Linked DNA regions of Mus musculus: region 1 is linked to region 2. The links are chromatin contacts, called in public promoter capture Hi-C maps. All regions are on one chromosome and are shown on one strand. The core of a region is the stretch at or near the end of the contact, and the rest is flanking DNA. Distances in the headings are between cores, read along the strand shown. Region 1 holds the start of Lix1l (Lix1-like). Region 2 holds the start of Anxa9 (annexin A9).

Evidence for each region. Promoter capture Hi-C pulls out the DNA fragments that hold promoters and counts their contacts.
Region 1: a contact with region 2 is called in a promoter capture Hi-C map of liver, with 4 times the contacts expected there. The contact joins the promoter of Lix1l here to the promoter of Anxa9 in region 2. A contact is called at or near these places in 2 of 39 promoter capture datasets (liver and pre-B cells).

Annotation. Positions count from the first base shown.
Region 1 is chr3:96,598,677-96,603,704 of GRCm38.p6, forward strand. It overlaps Lix1l (Lix1-like), which reads left to right and starts at 2,457. Exons shown (of 6, transcript NM_001163170.1): 1 at 2,457-2,797. The coding sequence starts at 2,506. Gm52628 (a long non-coding RNA gene) reads right to left here and starts at 2,423. Exons shown (of 2, transcript XR_003954672.1): 1 at 1,635-2,423; 2 at 906-1,541. Ankrd34a (ankyrin repeat domain 34A) reads left to right here. Exons shown (of 2, transcript NM_001024851.3): 2 at 1-1,102. The coding sequence ends at 293.
Region 2 is chr3:95,311,831-95,316,721 of GRCm38.p6, forward strand. Anxa9 (annexin A9) reads right to left here and starts at 3,350. Exons shown (of 14, transcript NM_001379545.1): 1 at 2,973-3,350. Cers2 (ceramide synthase 2) reads left to right here and starts at 3,360. Exons shown (of 11, transcript NM_029789.2): 1 at 3,360-3,515. LOC115489748 reads right to left here and starts at 3,966. Exons shown (of 2, transcript XM_030252979.1): 1 at 3,927-3,966; 2 at 2,914-3,734. The coding sequence starts at 3,966. The coding sequence ends at 2,932.

The DNA of each region.
Region 1 (5,028 bases), core at 1,207-3,706, 1.3 Mb after region 2:
GTCCAGGGCTGCTAGAGAGAAGGGGCTCCGGGACCTTGCTCCTGGACCACATCTCGCAAACACGACCAGGTTTCTTGCCTCCTCTCAACGTCAGTCCCCACCCTCCCATCCCCGACATTCGTCCCCAACCCGGAGGTCGGGCACCCTCACTGCCTGCCCCTCCACCCTCTGGGGCACCAGGGTCTCCCAGGACCAAGCGCAAGTTGGTGAGACGCCACTCCATGCAGACTGAGCAGATTCGCCTGCTAGGGGGGTTTCAGAGTCTAGGTGGGCCTGGGGAACCCGGGCGCTGAAGGAAATGAGGGGCGCCAAGGAGGGGGAGGGTCAGTACCCTGATAGAGGGAGAACCAGCTGATACCTCGGACACGGGATCTCTTGCATGTGCTCCTGGCACTGTGCACGCACACATGGGTAAGCATGTGTCTGTCCACAAGCACAGTACACTTACTAGCGAGAAGGATAAATACTGTGTTTACCGGGTGTGTAGACCCACGCAATCGTGCCCTGGTCATGTCACAAGTACATGGGATTACTTGGGGACCCATAGGCACAGCACACCAACAGAGGACCACTTGTGCTAGGGTCCCAGACTCACATTTGTTCCGAAGCAGCAGGGAGCCCCCACTCATGGCTGGTCTCCTGTATCTTTGCCCCTCCTGAAGAACCCTTGCTTTCCCTGTGTGCCCTGCAGCGTGGCCTAGCATCCCCTCGCACAGTCTGCTTTCTCTTCATGACTATCTCGCCCCATTCTGCAGGCCTTGCTTCTCCATGCCTGGCTCCTTGTTCACACCCTGCTCCCATCCGCTTTTCAGGATGTCTTCTTCACTGTTCTTGGGGTTCCCAAAGCAGCTCCCAATCTCACTTCTGTTGCTGCCTTCCACGCTCTCCACTTCTCAGTTTCCTGCTTTTTATTCCCTCCCTGTGCCCCCCACACACACATATACCACTCCAGATTGTCTTGTTTACCCCAGGGGTAGGTCATGGGCTCAAAGTTGCTCTTCTGTGTGTCTGAGCTTATGAACAACCCCCCACAGGTAGAAGTGGGGAGCAAGCCTAAGTCAGTCCTCTTACCACTTGTCAAATAAATGTGTTCAGAAGTCTGTTTTGTCACTGCTGCCTGAAAGTGTGGGTTGGGGGGGGGGGTGAAGAGAGAGGGCATGGGAGGGTGAGACTTACAGTCACAACTACTCAGGGAGCCAATCTAGAGGCTGCAGCTACTTTCTTTCCAGGAGACCAACTGACCAGTAGTGGTTGTAGAAGAAAAGGCAAATGGGCCCTGTGTTCTGAGGTTTTAAGGCATTTGGTGGGCCTCCCCCCAGCCTCCCCATGCCTGACTTTTAATGATTTAAGATTCTTACTGCCCCTCTTCTCCATAAGCAGATGCTACTTCCTACATCTTGACCACACAGGTTTTGTTGTTGTTTTAAATACAGGGTTTAATTTCATTTCACCAGGTGTGCCTTTATTCATTTTCTTCTAACCTCCATAGTCCCAGGTCTCTTAGCCAACCCTAGGAGAGGGGGTGGGGCTAGTAACTTCACCTAAGGGGAAAAGGAATGGTCAGTCAACAAAAGGGTGTCGCAGCTTGTGTGCATGGATGTCTGCTGGGAACAACTGTTGGAACCCAGACTTACCTGGATCAAGCACCCTTTCCATCTATGTCCTGAATTTCTCTGTTTGATAGGTTTCTGAGTGTATTCTAGCTCACTCTTTCTGTACAGTGATAAACACATTCTACGTTCTCTGACTCCCTTAGTGAGTAGCTGAAGTCAGAAAACCATTCCTGAATGTAAATAGTGAAAAAAGGAAAATATTTGGATTAAAACACTTAATGTCTGAATCTCCCTTGCCATCCAGCCATTTCATGTATCTAATCTTCCTGAGCATCACTTTTCTTGTTTGTAAAATAAAACCTGGTTTGTACTTGGCAGCTATTAAATAAGGCAGTGCACTCAAGTATATGACATAGCATATTCTCACTAAAGTCAGCACTATACTCAGTTTTCACTCCACCACCAATTGTGTATGAACTTAAAGATGAGTCACATCACTTCTCTGAACCGCATCTACATCTAGAAAGTAAAGTGATCAGACAAATGGTCCTTAAGAAACCTCTCCAGCTACAGTTCTATCCAGCCTTGCATCCAGGCCTATTTTCCCTTCAAGCCCCGCCCCAGGGGTCTGGCCGGATTTCTATCGCTTACCACAGGATTCCCAAAGATGCTCCGAAGCTCTCTCTCTTAGACGATTTAGCCTTTTCTTTATTCAATTGGTTCCCGTGCCTCCGCCTTCCTCAATCATTTGCCTAAGGTGGCTCAGGAGCCCACCCCTTTCCTCCCTCTCCACCAGTGATTGGCATGGCATCTGGTTCGTCCCGCCCGCTCTTGACTGACAGCTGGATCCCGGCACCGCCCTCAATCCCCTGGCTCTTGCTCACTGGGGTAGCTGGGACCGTTAGCTCGCCAGGCTGGCAGGCTCCGGGGCCCAGCTCCGCCGGCCACCGGGATGGAGACGATGCGAGCACAGCGGCTGCAGCCCGGTGTAGGCGTCGGTGGGAGAGGCACTTTGCGAGCGCTGCGGCCAGGGGTGACCGGGGCCCCGACTAGCGCCGCCACACCCCCCGTGGGCCCGCCGCCCGCCCCGCCGCCCCCCGCCCCGCCCCCGCCTCCGCTGCTTCTGGCTGGGGCCCCCGGGCTGCCCCTGCCCCCCGGCGCCGCGGGTAGCCCTGCGGTGCTGCGCGAGGCTGTGGAGGCGGTGGTGAGGAGCTTCGCCAAGCACACGCAGGGCTACGGTCGAGGTAAGTGTCGGGAACTGGCCTCCTGCGGGACACCCTCTAGTCAAGAGCCTGGCTCCCACAGCTCCCACTGTCCTCACAGTGGCTCCGCTTGGCGTCCAGCCTTCGCATGCATTTCCTTTTGGGGAGTTTCCTTCTGGACACACACACAAGCGCGCACGCGCGCGTGTACACACACACACACACACACACACACACACACACACACGAGTTATTAATGCATTCTTCAGGGACTCCTGTTTTCAGATGCAATTCTCTTTTCTTCCCAACTTTTTCTCTGTCAGCAGGCTTAAGATTTTAATGTCCTTCTCCCTTTAAGAACCCGCCCCTATTGTGTGGGATCCTCTCCTTTATCTCAGACCCAGGGCATTTCTCATCCTTACCCTTCTCTGTCTTCTCTCTCTGATCTCAGCAATTCCTGTACTCCCATCTCCTGAGCCCTTGTACTTCATCTTCTGAATCTCGACTTTTTAGTTCTTCACATACTTAACTTACCCACCCCACCTCCCACCATGAAATTTCCACCATGACTTCAGATCTGCTGGAGAATTATTAGGTAGTGCTTTCAAAAGTCACTCACAATAATTGTTCCTTTGAATCTGAACCCACACCATTGAGGCCGTGCCAGCTTCCTGTGACTTGGTGCCTCGCTTTAGTGTCTTAGTTTGGAGCCTCACAACTCGGGCCTCTGTCTGTCTGGCGCTGTATTCCTGGCCCTTGCCCAGGAACTGAGGATAAATCTCAGGCCCTGGCTCACTCAATGCTAAATTCTGTGGAAACAAGCCAGGCAACAACCTTATTTTGCTTAGAAATTGCCGGCTTAAAGATGCCTAATTTCTGGGAAGAGGGATGTGAGAATTTTCTTTGTTGTTTTTGTTTAGGCAACGTTAACCAATTTCCTGTCAGAATCCTGGTTCCAAATTCATAGTTTAAACGACAAGGAACACACAGTGAAGGGTGTATGACTCAGACTTTAAGTCTGGAATTTCCAACACATCCCTTCTGTTTCCTTGATCAGGTCCTCCTGGGTCTAAAAGTGACTGCCTCCTTGCTGTTTTCTAGGAGAAAAGTTGCACAGCTCACCCCACCCTCTTTCTTTCTTTCCAGACTGTTGGTTGACCTCCTTCCGCCCCACTCTTTGCTTCCTTTTGGAAGCTTCAGTGAAAAGAGCAGACAGGCTTCGGAGGCCTGTCAGTCCCGGCTCTGTCTTTGGGCAAAGGGTCTCATAACTTCACTGAGCAGCAGTTTCTTCAAGGATTGTGCACATTGATGACAGATTGGGCACTTAAAATGATTGCTAGCCCCGATTTTCTGGTCATCTCTTCCTTGAGACCATGTTTCACTTTCTTCTACTCTTAAATGTTTGTGTCTTTGTGAACAGGAAGATTTCAGTGAAGTTGAACGTTCAGATCCACTCTGCTGCACGCCTGATGGCTCATTTATTCTCCCCTTCTCTTTGCTCTCTAACCAGTTTGAATTGCAGCCAGGCTAGGATTCTGTAGGGTGCTGGGCTACAAATGGATGCACTTCTGAAGCTACTGAGTCAACAGAGTTACTTTCCAGGTCGGTTAGAGTAAACAAGGTTTAACATGGCTACACCATAAATATGTCCGGCTCTTTTTTATCTCATTCTGAGGGAAGCATTTTGCCTCGGGTGTAGTAGTAACCAGAACTAGCTACCCTATGTCTAAAGAGTTCCTCTTGGAAACTTACAGGCACTTATCGACATGATAGAGAAATGTACTCTTCCCTCACCCATGTTTCTATGCCCCGAAGAACCTCTAATCTGGCTTCTAAACCGAGTGTCTGGAAAACCTTTTTAGTTTCCTAAGAAAGGACGAAGGAACAAAGGGATTGTGCTGACGAGAACAATCAGGCTTCAGAGTCTGTGGTGCATCTCCCCTTCAGTCTCCCCACCTCCCACCATCGTCTTATTATTCTTGAGTTTCTCATTTCCAGTCTGGGTGTCCAGCCAGGGCTGTAGGAGAATTTGGCTCTCTGCTGATTTGGCTCAAAGTCGCTCACCACATGGAATCACTTACTCTGCTTCAATTAATAGGCAAAGCTGCCCTTGGCATACACCCATGTACCCTTGTGACTGATGGCAAGATATTCAGGGGATGGCTCTGTTGCCCTGAATACAATTTACTTTGGTCTCGGTCCAGATCGCTTTCTCATCTGAGGATACCTTACATGCCATCTTCAATTCACATCCTTCATCCTTTTCCTGAAGA
Region 2 (4,891 bases), core at 2,100-4,599:
CCTTTCAGTCTTATTACACACTAGGAACAGACAGGCTGTTTTCAGATTTACCAATCACCTGTAAACCTCCTGCACTACATTTTAGGATTATAAACTTGGTGGACATCTCAGCAATTTCCTCTGATCCTTCCTTAGGGATTTGAGGAGGGTAGGGACTTCCCACACCCACGAAGTTTGAAATAGAATCCAGGTGTTTCAATGTCTCTTTTCCCTTTTTTTCGAGACAGGATTTCCTCTCTGTTGTAGCTTTGGTGTCCTGGAACTTGCTCTGTAGACAAGGCTAGATTTGAACTCAGAAACCTGACTGCCTCTGCCTCTCAGGAGCTGGGACTAAGGGTGTGCGCCACCACTATCCAGCTGCTTTTAGCTTTTTCATCTCTTGATGAGGTGACTTAGGGTGACTTAGGGTGTCCGCAGCGGCGCAGCGTGACTGACCTGCAGTGACTGACCTGCTGACTCCTTAGCACTTCTTCAACCCCCTCGCCCAATCAATGTTGCTTCTCTTTCATTTCTCTTCTTCACTTTCAAGGCCTTCCCCACCACATATTTACTTGTTATTTATTTGTTTATTTATGAGTTTGGTTTGTGTGTGTCTGTAAACATACATAATACATTCATATACATACATATATAATTATTATTATCTTTTTTTTTTTAATTTTTGGAGACAGGTTTTACTCTGTAGCCCTGGCTGTGTAGAACAGACTGGCCTCAAACTCCTAGAAATCTACTTGCCTCTGCTGGGATTTACAGTGCGTCACTGTGATGGGCAGGCAGGAGTCTGTGTTTTACAATCTCCTTTTTGCCATTAGGTTGCATGTGTTGGCCTTCCGTGGAGCTGGTTCAAATAGCTAAACCTAGCCCCGTGGCCTGTCCGATGCCTTGGGACACCTCAGCAGTTTATTCACAGGAAGTGAGTCACCACAAGCAGGGCACACTTGGGGCATTGTGGGCATGGCAATGCCAACTGAGGGTGGAGGATGGGTTAGAAAGGCAGGCGTGGTGATTCTAATCTCCTGGTCCAGCCAGGGAGAGTGTGTGGGGAACAGCACCCCAGTGCTGGCGGAGGCCAGGGTTCTCCTCCTTCCATTTACTCTTTTGTATACCTTCTTATCTCCATTTCTCAGGCCCTCACTCTCCGATATCCTGCCTCTGCCCACAAAACTCCCCACTGCTTTCTGTTTTCTCTTTCTTCCTCTCTTCCTCTCTTTTAAAGTTAATTGCACTTACCCAGAGGACATATTTAAAAAGTCTGGTACAGCTGAGTGTGTTAGTTCACACCTGAAAATCCAAACCGTAGGAGGATTTTGAGTTTGGAACCGGGCTGGGCAACATAGTGAGATACTTTCTCAAAAAGATTAAAAATACATCCCAGGACAGCCAGGGCCACAGAGAGAAACTCTGTCTCGAAAAAACAAACAAACAAATGAAGTATCTGGTGGAAACCATGGGAAAGCCAAGTATTAAAAAAAAAAAAAAAAAAGAAAAGAAAAGAAAAGAAAAAGAAAAGAAAAAGGGACAATTCATCAAGAACGGTGGGGAGGGGTTAAAAAGGGTTAGCCAGTGCCCAAACAGCAGACTTGGTTGGAAAAAGAAGTGAGGGTGTATGTGTGTGCGCGTTGCAGAAGATTTTAGGAAGGCTACTGAAGAGGGATAGAGCAGAGTGCAGGGGACAGCCAGGCTTTTGTGGTGTATCATCTGTGCTGGGGTCTCACTGCAAGGACCAAGTGGGCAGACAGGCTGGAAATCATCCACTGCCTCTCTAACTCCCCAAACAGACAAGATCGAGAGCCAAACTCTCACACTAGAGTAGTGAGGTTACATCTCTTCCTAAGATCACAGGCAAAGCCCTGGTGCTAGAAGGCAGGCATACATTGTGAGGCAAGCCTCTGGCACAGGCTTAATGATGACAGACAAACGGCGGGGCTGGAGAGATGGCTCGGCGGTTAAGAGCACAGGCTGCTCCTTCAGAGGACCTGGGTTCATAACAAAGGCGGGAGAGACAGCTCAGCTGTCATGTTCTTACTTACAGAGGACCCGTTTGATTCTCAGCACCCACATAGCTGCTTACAACCTTATATAACTCCAGTTCCAGGGAATCTGATATCCTCCACTGACCTTGTTGGCCACCAGACATTCGTGGAACACATGCATACATTCAGGCAAAACACTCACACACATAAATTTAAAAAGAAAAAACAAAACTATTTTATGAAGGTTTAAAAAAAAACATAGTCTCCCAAATGCTGGGACTGTGCTTGGGCATGAGATGTGAAATTGCACCAGGCAGGGTTTTGGTTTTGTTTTGTTTTGTATTTTTTTTGGTTTTTCGAGACAGGGTTTCTCTGTGTAGCCCTGGCTGTCCTGGAACTCACTCTGTAGACCAGGCTGGCCTTGAACTCAGAAATCCGCCTGCCTTTTCCTCCCAAGTGCTGGGATTAAAGGAGTGCGCCACCACTTCCCAGGGGATAGTTTTTAAAGCATTTTTTACATGGAAGAAGCTAAGCTTAACTCTCCCGGTTAAGGGTCACTTGACAACTTAGTCAAGTTCTGTCCATAATGGGAGTATGGGAGATGGGAGTTAAGGCTGCTGGGCGCTTTCTCTCTCTCTCTCCCCCCCATCCGTCCCCTTATTTATTAATTTATATGAGTACAATGTGGCTGTCTTCAGACGCACCAGAAGAGTGCATGGGATCCCAGATAGTTGTGAGTGACCATGTGGTTGCTAGGAATTTAACTCAGTATCTCTAGAACAGCAGTCGGTGTTCTTAACCGCTGAGCCATGTCTCCAACCTGCTGCTCTCTTCTTGAGGCATAGATTTTATGGGACTATTTAAGGGAAAACAGGTTCTAATACGAAACTGATCACGGCTAACCATAGTGTAGCCTGGAGTACATTTTACAAAAGGTTTGAGTAGCTCTGTTAGGACTCTAAACAGCAGGGCTGGGGGAGGGGGCATTGTGGATCTCACCGTAGGGAGCATCGGGATCTGTGCAGGGTTTTCTCCGCGTGCACCCTTCCTCTGATGCCCAGTGAAGCCGGACGATGGGATTGTAGCATTCAACCCGGGGGTAAATCATGGGCTGAGGTCGCCGACCACACCAGGGCCGCGGGGTTGGGCAGAGGCAGCCAGCTCTGAACTGCTCTGGGCTCAAGCACCAGGGGGTCCCTGACCAATGTCCGGGTGGGCCGCAACCGCGCCACTCAGAGACCCAGGCGCCCTGCGGGGCACGTGCCACCCGCCCCGTCGGGGCTCCTCCGCTCCATAGGCGCAGCGCAGGGTTCCGGGCACCGGGCCCCGCCCGGCCGCGGCCCACACCCAACTCAGCTCCGCTACTGGGCTCGGCCTGGGCTCGCCGGGGCTCGGCGGGCAAAGGAGGAAGGAGGGAGGGAGCCGCGGGCAGCGGAAGGGGGAGGAGAGGACCCGGCCCAGTCAGTGCGCACCGGCCGGGCGCTAGAAGTGGGAAACGGAGTAGCGGCGCCCGGGCCGGAGCAGCTCTGCACCGGACGCCGAGTAAGTCTGTGCGCGGGTCCGCGAGGGTGGCGGGGCAGTGACGGGCGCGGGGGCTCAGGGTGCAGCTCGGAGGGAGCGGGGCCTCCACCGGCTCATGGCGGCCGGCCTGCCGGAGGGCGGGCCGAGCGCTGCTGGAGCGGGCGATCCGGGCCCGGCTGGGGCCTCGGACCAGAGAAGGCCTGCGGGGCAACAGGTAGGGGGACTGGGGCCGGGCGCTCGCTCAGGATCCATGGTACAGACGCCCCTTTGTTAGGAGTGGAGCAGTAGCGGACCTTCGGTGCTAGAAGCCCCTGCGGGCCCGCGTGCGTCCTGGGGCCTGAGTGTGGAGGCCGAGGAGGAACGGTGGCGGCCCCTGCTGTTGCTGCTGTTGCTGCTACTGCTACCGCCGCCGCTGCCGCCTCTGTTTCTGACCCCCTTGTGCCCATCCCAAGAGGGAGGTCAGAGTGTCCATGTGCCTAACGGGAAACAGGAAGGAGTACACTCTTTAGTGTCTGTCCCGGCCCCAAAGGGCTCACATTCCTATACCGTTATGGGGCGTGTTTGGCCAGCTCTGGGTTGTAACTTGCTAATTACAGGCCCAGAGGCCCTCAAGTTAGTTGGCTACCTGCAGGTGGGTGGCATTTCTTTTTAGCCTGAGCTTGGGAATTCCTGTGCCTAAGCTGCACTCCTGGCATCCAAACCAGATCTCACTTATCCGAGTTTCCAGCCTCAGCTGTCAGGGTGTTCTAAGCGCTGTGAGGTCTGGAGTGAGCCGGTCTTCCCCAGAACTGAGTTAGGGAAGGCCTCCCCCAGAAATTACTTCTGTTTGTGTGAGAGCTGGGGTAGGGGGTCACTTCCCATCCCAGAGCTAAGGTGACTGTCTTGCATTTGTGATGGGGCCCCTAAGGTCAAATATTCCGTTCCTTAGGTCTTGTTTCTGGCCACATAGTGCCTAATTTCTAAGGGGTGTGGTGTGGTGTGCTGTGTGTGTGAACTAGTTCTGGTGCCTCTATTCTCACTGGAGCCTCTGACTAGGTTTCTCTCTGTCGCTGGCCACAGGGAGACTGACATTGTACAGTTCCTTTCAACACTACCCCATTTGCCGCTGCTACTTCAACCTACTGGCCTCTCCCTGTCTCTGGAAGGCATATTCTTATATAGTGTTTGGGGTTGGAGCAGGGAAGTTTGTGAAACATCCCAGAGAAGCCTGAGGCCACGGTTGTCACAGCCTCACCCCTTAGCTTTACCAGAATCTGCCCTGTATTTTTGGGCTCATACTTTAGCCCGAAGCAGTTGACTTCTATTGCTCTTCAATATCTAGAAAGAAGTTCTTTTTTTTTTTTTTTTTTAAATGGTTGTTGATTTTGTTTTTTTTTTTTTTTAGATTTATTTATTTC